2 separate regions of the Sus scrofa genome follow, and region 2 is linked to region 1. The links are chromatin contacts, called in public HiChIP or PLAC-seq maps. All regions are on one chromosome and are shown on one strand. Each heading gives the region's core, a stretch centred on a gene start, on an enhancer-like site or on the middle of the called end of the contact. The rest is flanking DNA. Distances are from core to core; before and after follow the strand shown.

Evidence for each region. HiChIP or PLAC-seq counts read pairs in DNA pulled down with a chosen protein or histone mark.
Region 2: a contact with region 1 is called in an H3K27ac HiChIP or PLAC-seq map of skeletal muscle, with 3 times the contacts expected there. The contact joins two enhancer-like sites. A contact is called at or near these places in 3 of 47 Hi-C or Micro-C datasets (blood, embryonic fibroblasts and mesenteric adipose tissue) and 2 of 2 datasets of contacts at active chromatin or transcription factors (alveolar macrophages and skeletal muscle).

Annotation. Positions count from the first base shown.
Region 1 is chr5:9,566,135-9,572,639 of Sscrofa11.1, reverse strand. No RefSeq gene overlaps it. Among named protein-coding and RNA genes, the nearest start is that of KCNJ4, 43 kb to the right of the region's middle. Within about 2 kb of position 2,304, at least 23 of the 83 cell types and tissues checked have an H3K27ac peak or open chromatin away from gene starts, as enhancers often do. A contact at or near this core is called in skeletal muscle, where this site is marked.
Region 2 is chr5:9,657,345-9,663,687 of Sscrofa11.1, reverse strand. TMEM184B (transmembrane protein 184B) reads right to left here. Exons shown (of 10, transcript XM_005655511.3): 2 at 6,030-6,277; 3 at 4,160-4,325. The coding sequence starts at 6,221. Among named protein-coding and RNA genes, the nearest start is that of TMEM184B, 27 kb to the right of the region's middle. Within about 2 kb of position 5,012, at least 2 of the 83 cell types and tissues checked have an H3K27ac peak or open chromatin away from gene starts, as enhancers often do. A contact at or near this core is called in skeletal muscle, where this site is marked.

The sequences.
Region 1 (6,505 bases), core at 1,055-3,554:
TAGGGTTGCACCCACAGCATATGGAAGTTCCCAGGCTAGGGGTCGAATCGGAGCTGTAGCCGCCAGCCTACTCCAGAGCCACAGCAACGCAGGATCCGAGCCGCATCTGCGACCTACACCACAGCTCACGGCAACGCCGGAGCATTAACCCACTGAGCAAGGCCAGGGATCGAACCCACAACCTCATGGTTCCTAGTCGGATTTGTTACCCACTGAGCCACGACGGGAACTCCAGGAGGAAGTTCTTTGAACTTCTCTGGAGTTCGTGAGGATGATGGTGGCAGTGAGAATGGCGACGATGACGACCATAATGGAAAGCAGGTGACTCTCCGGTCCTTCCGCTGACATATTTCTCTGACCAGGGCAGTCCTGGAGGCCAAAGGACTCCACCCTCTGCCAAGGCTGGGCACTCACTGCCTGGGTCTGAGTGCGGGTGGTAGGGAAGGACCTGTCACCATGACATCAGCCCGGGCCATGACCCTCGATGCCAACCCTGGTGATGCTGGTCCTGGTGGTCCTGGGCTGTGTCTTCACCTCTCCCCCCAACCTGGGGGAGGGTCCTGGAAGGCTGGCCCATGATGCTCCCCCCGCTGCACCTGCACTAGCTGGAACAGGCGAGGCGCTCCTCAGTTCTTTTCATGGCCACACCTGCAGCACATGGAAGTTCCCAGGCTAGGGGTCGAATCAGAGCTGTAGCTGCCGGCCTACACCACAGCCACAGCACCACTGGATCTGAGCCGCGTCTGCGATCTACACTGCAGCTGGCGGTGATGCCAGCTGAGCAATGCTGGGGATCCAACTGGCATCCTCTCGGACACCATGTCAGGTTCTTAACCTGCTGAGCCGCAGCAGGAACTCTTCCTCATTACTTTTTTGTGCTGCAAGTAGGTAGGGCTGGGGAAACCGAGGCACAGGGAGTTGCCCCGACTTACTGGGGGTCACCCTAGAAACCTGCTCCCCGTGCTGGTCTCTGGGCTCCGGGGCCACAGGAGGGAGTGGCCTGCAGGGCCCTTTGTGAGAGACAGGTCAGACTCTAGGCTCAGTGCCAGGTGTGGGAGCCAAGTTGACCTGGCTTAAATCCCGGTCTGCTCATCCCTGGTGGCCGGGGCTCCGTCCTCATCTGTAAGTGAAATGCATCATGGAGCTGTTTCTCAGAGCAGCGGGAGCACGGCTCCAGCTCAGGTCCCAGCCCGGCTCGAGGCAGTCTCAGCAAATAGCCCCTCTGCCCTCCTTTCCTGTTCCGAGGTCTGTAGGGAGGGGTGTAAACAGCCTGGGGTGGGAAGTTCAAGTCCTGGCCCCACCTCTGACCCACTCGGAACCTCAGGATCTTCATCTGCCTCTTCTGGCTGCTGTGCTGCGCTTGTGAGCGGGGCCGTGCTCAGGAGTTTGGAAGGCCACCCCCAGCTTTGTCCTCCTTCTGGAAGGAGATGGAAGGGGCTGTGTTAGGCTAGGCCTGAGGAGATGTTTGAAGAGAGCCGGGTAGGAGCCAGTCCTGGCAACAGGGCCAGGCCCCCAGCCTGTTGCAGACCCTCCAGAGGTGGTAAAGAAGGCTGAACCCTCAGCCCAGGACTTCCCATGGGGCCTCTGCAGCCTCTCCCTTCTCCGGCTGTGTGTGCTGAGCTGCCAATTCTTTTTTGTTTGTTTGTTTTTTCCATTTTTGGCCTCCCCGAGGCATATGGGTTCCGGGGCCAGAGAGCAGATCCAAGCTACAGCTGCGGCAATGTCGGATCCTTAACCCACTGCACCTGCCTGGGGATTGAACCAGTGTCCCAACACTCCCAAGAGGCTGCCAATCTCGTTGGGGCACAGCGAGAACTCTGAGCTGCCAATTCTTATTCCCTTTCATTTTCCAAGTAAAGGTAGGAGGTGGGGTGGTGGTTGCTAAGTCCTTAAACCTCCAGGGAGGAGTTCCCGTTGTGGCTCAACGGGTTGAGACCCCCACAATAATGTGGAGTATGGATGAGGATCCGGGTTTGATCCTTGGCCTCGGTCAGTGGGTTTAGAATCCAGGGTTGTCCTCTGATGTAGGTCGCAGATGCGGCTTGGATCTGGCATTGCTCTGACTGTGGTGTAGGCTGGCAGCTGCAGTGCACGTTGGACTCCTATCCGGGAACTTCCATATGCTGCAGGTGTGGCCCTGAAAACAAAACAAAACAAACAAACAAAAAAAACAACAACAACCTCCAGGGAGGTGGTGGAAACAGCAGAGACAGAGGCTGGGCGCGGCTCAGCCCTGATCCTCGCACAAAGGCACCGGCAAATCCCCTCCCCTTTGGGGGCCTGGCCTGCTGGTCTGTACACAGGGATCTCCACGGGGCGGGAGCTGGGCTTGGAGTCGGATGTGACCTCAGGAGGCTCACTTCCCTCTCCCGGCTCCTTTTCCCCACCTGGGCTTCTGTCAGCCCAAGAGAGGACCCCGCTTTGTGAGCAGGGACACCAGGCACAAAAGCCACTCTCCATTCGTTACTAAATCCCGCTCAGGGATTGTCAGGGCCAAAGAGGCCCTTGTGGACGGCCTGGTCCCTCTGATGGGGAAACTGAGGCTCCGGGGGGGTTAGGCAACCTGCCTGGGACCCCAGCGGGGCGTCAGCGCCAGGCCAGCTCCCGGCCCAGGTCCCCTGTTTCCCGGATGCTTTTCCTCCCACAGCATCCGGGCTGCCTCCGGGCTAGAACTTGGGCGGCGGGCGGCTTGGAGGGCGCTCGCCTGCTGCCCCCATGTGGCCTCCGCGGGCGCTGCAGGCGGGGCGCGGCGGGGCCGCTGGGTCCGGGTCACGCGGGGCGGGGGGCGCGCCTTTTTACCAAACCCTTGGCGGAGAGAAGATGCGCCCTGACCGCCCGAAACTCTCGGGACTGAGCCCGTGCCCCTTAGACGTGCCCTGAATGCGTTCACTCACAATTGGGAAACTAGGGACGATTCTGGGAGGCCATGTCACTTGAACAGGTGGCCCTGAGTGTTGGTGATGGGTCTGCCTTGAAGCATCCGGGCTATGGCTGAATTATGTGCTGGTCTGAAAATAGAGAGGCTTTGGAACTTGACAGAGGGGGTTCCTGGAGCTCGACGGCTCAAACTAAGACATTGGTGTGGGGCCACCCTTGAGCTTGCAGATTTGTGGGAGCTGAAGCCAGCTAGCTGAGCCTTTTGCTGGAAGAAAATACAGGACTTAGTGAAGGGGGTGGGGGGCAACTGCAAGGGAGAGCTCCGGATTCTGGCCCAGGAGGTGGGGCGCTCCAACTGGATGGGGCCTGGGAGGAGGGCAGATGGGGGGTGCTAAGCTTCTTGGGGACTTCTGAGTTGGGGGAGTGGGGGGGCTCGAGGGAAGGAGGCAAGGAGGGACTGTAGGTTTAGCTCCTCCCATAGGCATTCTCCCTCCTACGGGTGAGATAATGCACCCATTTAACAGATGAGATCATCAAGGCCTAGAGAGAAGAGGGGAGAGGCCGAGTCAGTCAGGGTCACTGAGCGCTGAGTGTCTGAGCCCCGCAGGCTCTTAGTGAATTTTGAGTGAGTGAACAAAGATGTGAATAAGGGACAGTTTGGTTTGCTAGTGACCCAGAGACATCACCCAAAGACTCCTGGATGCTGTGGATCTGAGGGCTCAGAGGCAGAGTAGCTTCCAGAAGGACATACAGGAACCGGTACTGGTGGCTGTTTCTGGGCATGGGGGTGGGGAATGAGGAGGGAGGGAGGTTTACTTTTCTATCTGAATGTTTACTTTATTATTATAATGTGCGTATGTTATAATGTCTTATAATTATGATGCCTTATGTGCATGTTCAATAAATGAGTACTAGCAAATAATCGCCTGGGGGGCTCCTTGAACTTGCGGACTTCTGGGCTGCAGCTCCAGGGGCTGGAGGCAGTGGGTCTGGGGGTGGCGGGGGACCAGGATACGTTCCCCAGGTGTTTCTGTTACAGGTGGCCCTGGGAACAAAATCACCTGCTGGGTCCTCTTCCCAGTGGCCACCAGTCAGGCTAATTTGCATGGTCTGTTGTATGTATTTGCATATGATGTCTCTGGTTCCAGTGACACCTGTGTCAGTCTTTATCCTGAGGGAGGCCTCTTTCCTCCTCAGGTGGTCTCCCATCACTCTCCGCATTCCCAGACCGGGCAGCCTGGACAAGCCCCTGCCTCTTCACCCGCATCCGCCAGCACACATCACCCCCAGGACACCTCCCCACCCCCAGCCGAGTCTGTTCTCCACCCCCTACTCTGAACTCGCTCTCATGTGCCTGCCCGCCTTTTTTCCCTCTTTCTTCCTCCCTCTATTTCATTCTTTCTTTTTTCCTCCTTCCTTCTCTTTCTCTCTTTCTCTCTCTCTCTTCCTTCCTTCCTTCAGCCCCACCTGCGGCACATGGAAGTTCAGGGGCTGAATTGGAGCTGCAGCCTCAGGCCTCACCACAGCCATGGCCACACTGGATCTGAGCTGCGTCTGCAACCTACACCGCAGCTTTTGGCACCCCCAGATCCTTCATCCACTGAGCGAGGCCAGGGATTGAACCTGCATCCTCAGGGATACTTGGTCAGGTTCTTAACCCACTGAGCCACAACGGGAACTCCCTTACATATATTTTTGTGTAGTGAATATTCACGATAAACCCAGGGCCAAGTCAGGCCCTTTACCCATCTCATCCCCTGCCACCACCACCCCCAGTCCTCCAGAGACCCTTGAGACCAGACCCCATTAGATTTATTTTACTTTTTTTTTTTTTTTGTCTTTTGTCTTTTTTTTGTTGTTGTTGTTGTTGTTGTTGCTATTTCTTGGGCCGCTCCCGCGGCATATGGAGGTTCCCAGGCTAGGGGTCCAATCGGAGCTGTAGCCACCGGCCTACGCCAGAGCCACAGCAACGCGGGATCCGAGCCACGTCTGCGACCTACACCACAGCTCACGGCAACGCCGGATCGTTAACCCACTGAGCAAGGGCAGGGACCGAACCCACAACCTCATGGTTCCTAGTCGGATTCGTTAACCACTGCGCCACGACGGGAACTCCTATTTTACTTTTATTATTATTATTTTTTTGTCTTTTCTAGGCCACACCCGCGGCATGTGGAGGTTCCCAGGCTAGGGGTCTAATCGGAGCTGTAGCCACTTGCCTACACCACATTCACAGCAACGCAGGATTCAAGCTGTATCTGCCACCTACACCACAGCTCACGGCAATGCCGGATCCTTAACCCACTGAGCAAGGCCAGGGAGCAAACCCACAACCTCGTGGTTCCTAGTTGGATTTGCTAACCACTGAGCCACGACGGAAACTCCTAGATTTATTTTCTAGAAGAAGAAACCAAGCCTTAGGGAAATCACATGACTCTTGGGAAAGTGACAGCTCCTTCTATTCCACAGACCTGCCCCCTAAAACGCCCCCCAAAATTGTGACGTATTTCCTCTTTTTGTGTTAACGTAATTTGGGTTTTGTCTTGCTTTAGTTGGTTTAAGTGGGTCTTTAAAATTACCCAGGTCATACACACTTCACTGTAAGATCATGCAGACGATCAAGAAATATTTGAACAAAATACAAATTCCTGGAGTTCCCATCGTGGTACAGTGGGTTAAGGATTCAACTGCAGTGGCTTGGGTCACTGCAGAGGTGCCAGTTCAATCCTCAGCCCAGAGCAGTGGGTTAAAGGATCCATCGCTGCCACAGCTGTGGTGCAGGTCACAGCTGTGGCTCAGATTCAATCCCTGGCCGGGGAACTTCCATATGCTGTGGGTAGGGCCATAAATTTTTTTTTTAAAAAATGAATGCCCCCTCTCTACCTCCCCCATGACACTCTCTAGGAAGGGCCACTGTGGTGCAGCAGAAACAAATCCGACTAGTACCCGTGAGGATGTGGGTTCAATCCCTGGCCTTGCTTAGTGGGTCGGGGATCTGGCGTTGCTGTGGCTGTGGTGTAGGCCGGCAGCTGTAGCTCTGATTTGACCCCTAGCCTGGGAGCTTCCTTATGCCTCGGGTGTGAACCTAAAAAAAAAATTTAAAAAAAAGTCTGGGTCTTCTTCCAACCTCTTATGCATTTACATGAAAATATGATAGAGGGAAATATACAGACATAGCATTTTTATCATAACATATACATGCAAAATATATACAATTTAAAGAAAAACAATACAGACACCCATGTACTCACCACCCATAAAAATTCCTGGTACCTAAGAAACACAGCTTTATGCCCCTCTGCAGCTGCACCCCCTACTGCTTCTGACTTTCCTTACAGATTGGCCACATATAATATATGTATGTATTCTTCTTTTTTTTTTTTATTTAAACAGCTGTACCCTTAGCATATGGAAGCTCCCAGGCTAGGGGTCAAATCAGAGCTGCAGCTGCCAGCCTACACCGCAGCCACAGCAACACCTGATCCGAGCCACATCTGTGACCTACACCACAACACTGGATCCTTAACCCACTGAGTGGGGCCAGGGATCGAACCTGCATCCTCAAGGATACTAGATGGACTCTTTACTGCTGAACCACAATGGGAACTCCCTACATGTGTTCTTAAGT
Region 2 (6,343 bases), core at 3,763-6,262, 88 kb before region 1:
GGAGGGGAAGGGGGAGTCATCTCCAAAGGAACAAACGAGAAAATCTCCCAGAACCTCGGCCAGGAGTTGTTTCCACACTGAAAGGGCCCACCAGGGGCCCCGCACAATGAACACGCCACCTCTTGTGAGATTTCAGGACACTGGGGATAAAGGCAGGAGCCTAAAAGCTGGTGGGAAAACAAAGGCAAAAGCAGGTCACATGCAGGCACTAAGGATCCGAATCCATCAGACTTTCCAAAACACAACACTGGAAGCTAAGCCTCAGACAGTGAAACTCATGCCTTCAAATTCAGAGGGAGAACGATTTCCAGTTCAGAATTATATTCATACCAAACACCAATCAAATAGAACAATATAATGAAGACACTTGCAGATGATTTTCAGATTTAAAAAAAAACAGACACCAAGCACCCTTTTTTCCTCAGGGAGCTCCTGGAAGACATACGCTAACCAGAGGGAGAGCAAATGTTCCCCGCAAGGATGGCATCCGGGGAACAGGCGACTCAGGACAGGAGTGGCGACAGGAGTCCCAGGATGACAGCGAACGAAAGACCCGGGACAACAGCTGAGAGCAAGAGGCCTCGAGGGCAGCCAATCCAGACAGGAGCACAAGGGCCAGGCTCCGGGAGGATCCCCACTCCAGAAAAGCCAGCCTGGAGATGAGCTGATGCATCTGACCGCACTGACAGGAGGGCTTCTTTCTTTTATCCAGTTGAAGCATTGGGAATAAACAGAACAAACCAAAAAGCAAGACAAGCAGTAACCAGAGGAAAATCCAAGATGAACCAGGAAATGCAGTCTTGGGACACTGTCAGGCTCAGCTCTGAACAATATTTACACACATGTAATAATGCACACCTTGGGTTTCCCCTGTGGCGCAACGGGATCAGTGGTGTCTGTGGAGCGCTGGGGCGCAGCTCAGAACAGTGGGTTAAAGATCTGGTGCTACTGGAGTTCCGTCGTGGTGCAGTGGAAATGAATCCAACTAGGAACCACGAGGTTGTGGGTTCAATCCCTGGCCTCTCTCAGTGGGTTAAAGATCTGGCGTGAGCTGTGGTGTAGGTCGCAGACTCGGCTGTGGATCGGATGTTGCTGTGGCTGTGGCGTAGGGTGGCAGCTGTAGCTTCAGTTCGACCCCTAACCTGGGAACCTCCATATGCCACAGGTGTGGCCCTAAAAAGCAAGGGAAAAAAAAAGATCTGGTGCTACTGAAGCTGCGGTATAGGCTGCAACTATGGCTCAGGAACTCTATATGCCACAGTGTGGCCACAAAAGAAAAAAATAATAACATACACACTGAATGCAGACTTAGAAATAATTATGACAGTCATATTAAAAAGAAGAAAACTCTGTGTGTGTGTGGTGTGTGTGTGTGTGTGTGTGGTGTGTGCACGCATGTATGTATGTGTGTGTTAGCTGGAGGTAAGCTACCTAAATCCAAACCTTCCACAGCAGGAAGTCATTATGTAACTCTAAATAAAATTTAAAATCAAGAATCAACAATAAAAGCATATTTTCAGGTTATTCTAGAAAAAGAAACCTTTTTTTTTTTTTGTCTTTTTAGGACCACACCCGCAACACATGGAGGTTCCCAAGCTAGGGGTCCAACTGGAGATACAGCTGGCAACACGGGATCCGTAACCCACTAAGCGAGGCCAGGGATCGAACCCTCAACCCCTTAGTTCCTAGTCAGATTCGTTTCCGCTGCGCCACGACGGGAACTCCTCCAAAAGAAACCATTTTAAAGAGTCGAAAGTACGGTGATCTTGGGAGTGAAGAGGAGTTGAGGCAGTTTTGTGTTTCAATCATATTCACATATTCCTCTAATAAAAGTAAAATTTGGAGTTCCCATTGTGGCTCAGCGAGTTAGGAACCCAACTAGTGTCCATGAGGACACGGGTTCGATCCCTGGCCTCACTCAGTGGGTTAAGGATCTGGCACTGCTGTGAGTTGTGGTGTAGGTTGAAAACGTGGCTCGGATCCTGCATTACTGTGGCTGTGGTGCAGGCCGGCAGCTGCAGCTCCAATGCGACCCTAGTCTGGGAACTTCCAAGTGCCGTGGGCGTGGCCCTAAAACTAATGAATGAAGGAATGAATGTAAAATTTTAGTCACTTTAATTTCATTAAAAAGAAAAGTAAATGTCTGGGTGACGCCTGGCAGAGAGCCCAGCTCCGAGCTGGCCTGAGGAGGGACCGGCCAGGTCTGAAATGAGGGGCCTCCAGCCTAGTCGATCCCTGTCCCTTCCTACAGTGAGGACAGTGAGGAGGAAGGGGGAGAACGAAGGGGGCTCTTTTTGAATTTTAAGGGACATGCCCCGTCACCATTCTGCAGGGGCAGCCCTTGCAGACGGCTGCCAGCACCTGCAGGTAAGAGTGCAGAGGGAATGGGTCCGAGACAGAGCGGAGGTGCAGGAAAAGGCCAGGCCAGGGCCAAGCCCACAGACTCAGACACGGCGAGCTGGTGGACTCGGGGCAGCCTGACCTTCAGAGCAGCTGCCATGCTGTCTGTAAACTCCGCAGGAGAGGCCACGGGGTGATGGCGTTGCTAGGAGATGGGCTTCGCAGAGCGGCGGGCTCCCTCCGAGGACCTTACACGGCGGGGAGGAAGGCTGGGACAGGCGGGCCTGAACAAAAGGGCTTCGGGGGGGGGGCACCAACCACCTCTGCCACTTCTGGGGCACGGGTAAGGACTCAGGATGGTGTGGAGGCTCCTTGGCTGTGCCCCCACTTCTGCCACGCACACAGTCCTCACGGCCTGAGGGAGAAGGGAGCCTATACCTGCCCCCATTACACGGAGAGACCCCTTCCTTTGGCGGGGAACAGCTTTTTGCTCCTGAAGGAACCATCGGCAGAGGCTGCCCCAGGCACCCGTGCAAGGCTGGCCGCTGAACAGCAATGGGTTCTCAGCCCCACCTGCCCCAGCCCCAGGCTTTACAGCTCCCCAGGTTCCTAGAGGTGTCCCTGAGGAGTCCACTGCTTCCAGGAACATCAGGCACTGGAGGCCTAGTCATGCCTGGAGCAGGTCCCCACCCACCATCGGTGTTCGCACCTGACAGAGCTGGGCCAGGACGCCAGCCTGGGAATTCGATGAGGCCCTAAGAGGGTGAACACAAGGCACCAGGCAGGTGTTTAATAAAGTCCCTTATTCATTCAAAAAATAGGGAGGCTGTGAGCACCATCACGTGCCCAGCTCTGCTGGCTCGGGCTCCCCGTCTATTCCTGCTCTTGCAGAGTCGACAGTGATGGAGGGAGACAGAGCGAACCAGGCGGCACGCTGTCTGCGCTAAACTGCCCACTGCAGTGAGGGTGCAGGGACTCGGGCAGGGGCTGGGAACGGGGGCTACGGGGAAGGCCGTGCTGAGGAGAGGCTGGAGTCAAGACGCAGGAGGAGAAGTGGGTGGGAGAGCTCTTCAGGCACTGGGGACATGGATGTGCCCTGGAGAGGGGGCTGGCAGGGACAGGATAGGAGGCCAGTGTGGCCAAGGGGCTGGTGCAGTGCAGTCTGTGCCTACTGGGTGCCTGCGTTTCCTTGCCAAGTCCAAAGGCATTTCCCGTGCCCTGTGCGTCCTCGGGGACCCACAGGTTCGAGGTGGGATGGAAAGAGGCTCTGGCTTCTTTGGGGATGAGCATGCTGCACCCCAACATCCACAGAGCCCAGGGCCGGGGCAAAGCCCTCCCGGGTCTGGGAAGCAGATACCAGTTCAGACACCAAGGCTGCCTGGCCTTGGCATGAGGAAATCACACCTGGCTGCTCTACCTGAAAGCGGCAGTATGCGTCCGGGAGGAAACAGGAAAACGTAGGACCACGAGCAGGGTGGGCGTGAGACCAGGGATCTTGAATTCAGGGCCCTTCTTCCATATTCCTGATGGTCTGTGACCTGTCTTGGGGGCCCTGTCTGTCCTGCAGGGCTGTACCTGCCCCGTCCCTGCCTCCAGGGCAGACCCTCTAACCACTTGGCCTCTGCCGCCTGCACAGCCCCTGGCACCTGCCGACTGGCCCGCAGGTTAGGATGCCTCTCTGCCCAGAGCAAATGCTCGTCCCCGCTCCCTGCCCACCCCAGGCCAGGGAGGAAGCCAGGAAGAGGGGCTCCTGGCTCCCGGACAAGGGGGGCGTGCAGCCCCCTTCCCACCCAGCCCTCCCGGGCCGCGCCGTCCTCACCCTCGTAGCAGTCCCGCACGGTGCCGAAGTACACGTAGTACTGGTCGTTGGTGAAGAAGAGGAGGCTGAGCCAGGAGTCGAAGGCGTAGATGGGCACGATGAAGAGGATGCGGACGATGTAGCGCTGCTCGTTGGGGCAGCTGTAGCAGCGCAGGTGCATGTAGATCTGGGGGCAGAGGGCCGGGTCAGCTGGAGCCCCGACTGTGCCCGCAGCTGCCTCAGCCCTTCGGCACCACTGGAGGAGGAGCCCGGCCCAGGGCGCGGAACGAGCCTTATCAGCGGCCCCTTGGCAAAGTGCAACGACACAACGTCCACTGCGAGGCTGCTGTGAGCATCAAATCAAGGGGAGCGTGGAGCTTGCAGCCACCTCACAGACACGGGCCACAAGAGCAGATGAGTCAGGGCCAGGCTGGGGAGCCGCAGCCGTGACAAGCTCCCTGGGGATTCGGGTGCACAGCCAGGTCTGGGAACCGCAGGCGCGTGGTGCAGGGGCTGTTCGCGTGCATGTGTGTGTCCCCCGCCACCCGGCCTCTCTAAACACCTGGGCCCTGGGGCGTGGAGCTAGAACACCGGCATCCAGGTGGTCGCCCGCCCACCCCGGCCCTTAGCTGACGCAGGGTGTATGGGGAGAGACAGGAGGGCCCCTCACTTCCACAGAAGGTGGAAGCTCTTCCTGGCTGAGGGTCCGCAGTGATGTCCTCATCCTGTGTCTCATTTTCCCATCTGCTGAGCAGAGGCAGCGCTGCCTGCCTCCCTGGGAAGTTGAAATGTGGTTTTTAGAAAGCAGGGGTAAAAATAAAGCTACGCACAAATGCCAAGAACTGCTCTAGCCACGCTGCACAGTCCCACAGCCAGAGTCTCTTGTCCCGGCTCCCATGATTTCATGCTTGGCCCAGCCAAGCCCTGGGCTTGGGAGGAGAACAGAATTCCCCATCTGCTGTGAGCCAACCGCCTTGGAAGCACTAGGGTTCTAGAAGGGAAGGGGAACGCTGGGACCTGAACGCTCAGCCTCCCCTCTTCACTAGGCAACCCTCAAACCCGCTTCCTCAGGCAGCTTCCCTGGGGATGGCGACGGGGGACGGGAGACTTGACTTGTGTCCCAGCTCTGCCACCAACTTGTTCGTGACTAGGCAAGTTCTCCCTCCGTCCTCCCTCGCTGGGTGTCAGTGTTCTCATCTACCAAGGGACCACTGCCATCCTGTGTTCCTCCTCAGTCTCCAGGCTCCCCTACAGCTTAGGCTGGTCGCATGACCAGGTCTGGCCCACGGAAGGTAAGCAGAAACGACAAGGGCCATTGCTGGTTGAGAAGGTTAAATGCCCAGAGTGCCTTCCGCACACACCCTTCCTGACACGCAGTTGTCAGACAGACAATGTCTCGAAGCTGCACGATGCTGGAGCCACAAAAAGGAACCTGACCTGCACTGTGCAGGCTGAGCAAGAAACTGATTCTCGGAGTTCCCATTATGGCTCCTCAGGTTAAGAACCTGACCAGTATCCATGAGGATGCAGGTCTGATCCTCGGCCTCGCTCAGTGGGTTAAGGATCTGGCATTGCCCTAGCTGTGGCGTAGGTCACAGACGTGCCTCAGATCTGGGGTTGCTGTGGCTGTGGTGTAGGCTGGCAGCTGCAGCTCCGATTCGACCCCTAGCCTGGGAACTTCCATGTGTCCCAGGAGCAGCCCTAAAAAAAGGCGAAAAAACTTTAAAAAAAAAAAAAGAGAGAGAAACTGATTCTCCTGGTTGAAGCCCCTGAGATTTGGGGCTTGCTTATTACTCCAGCATAGCTTGACCTGGTCTAACTGATTCTCTATTGGACAAGAAAGCTCTCAGGACCTCCCTAGAGGGCTGGGGTTCCTCCCTGGCCTGGATACCTGGTGGCAGGTGATGAGCAGGGCTGTCCAAACGAAGAAGCCAGAGATGGCCTGAGCGGCGGTTGTCATCAGGAACACAGGCTGCTCCATGGCCGTGGGGCTGCCCTCGGGGATCACGGAGATGCTGGGCGAGGCTGCTGCTGTGGTGGGCGAGGCTGGATCCGGGGCCAGCACGGCCCCCCTCACGGTCATGGTGCCCAGAAGCAGGGGGCTCCCTGAGAGAACCTCAGAGCAGGCGACGAGCGGGCCTAGACAGAAGGAAGCACGATGTGAGCCTCCTTCCAGCATCAATGGTGGTGTCAGGAAGAACCCTC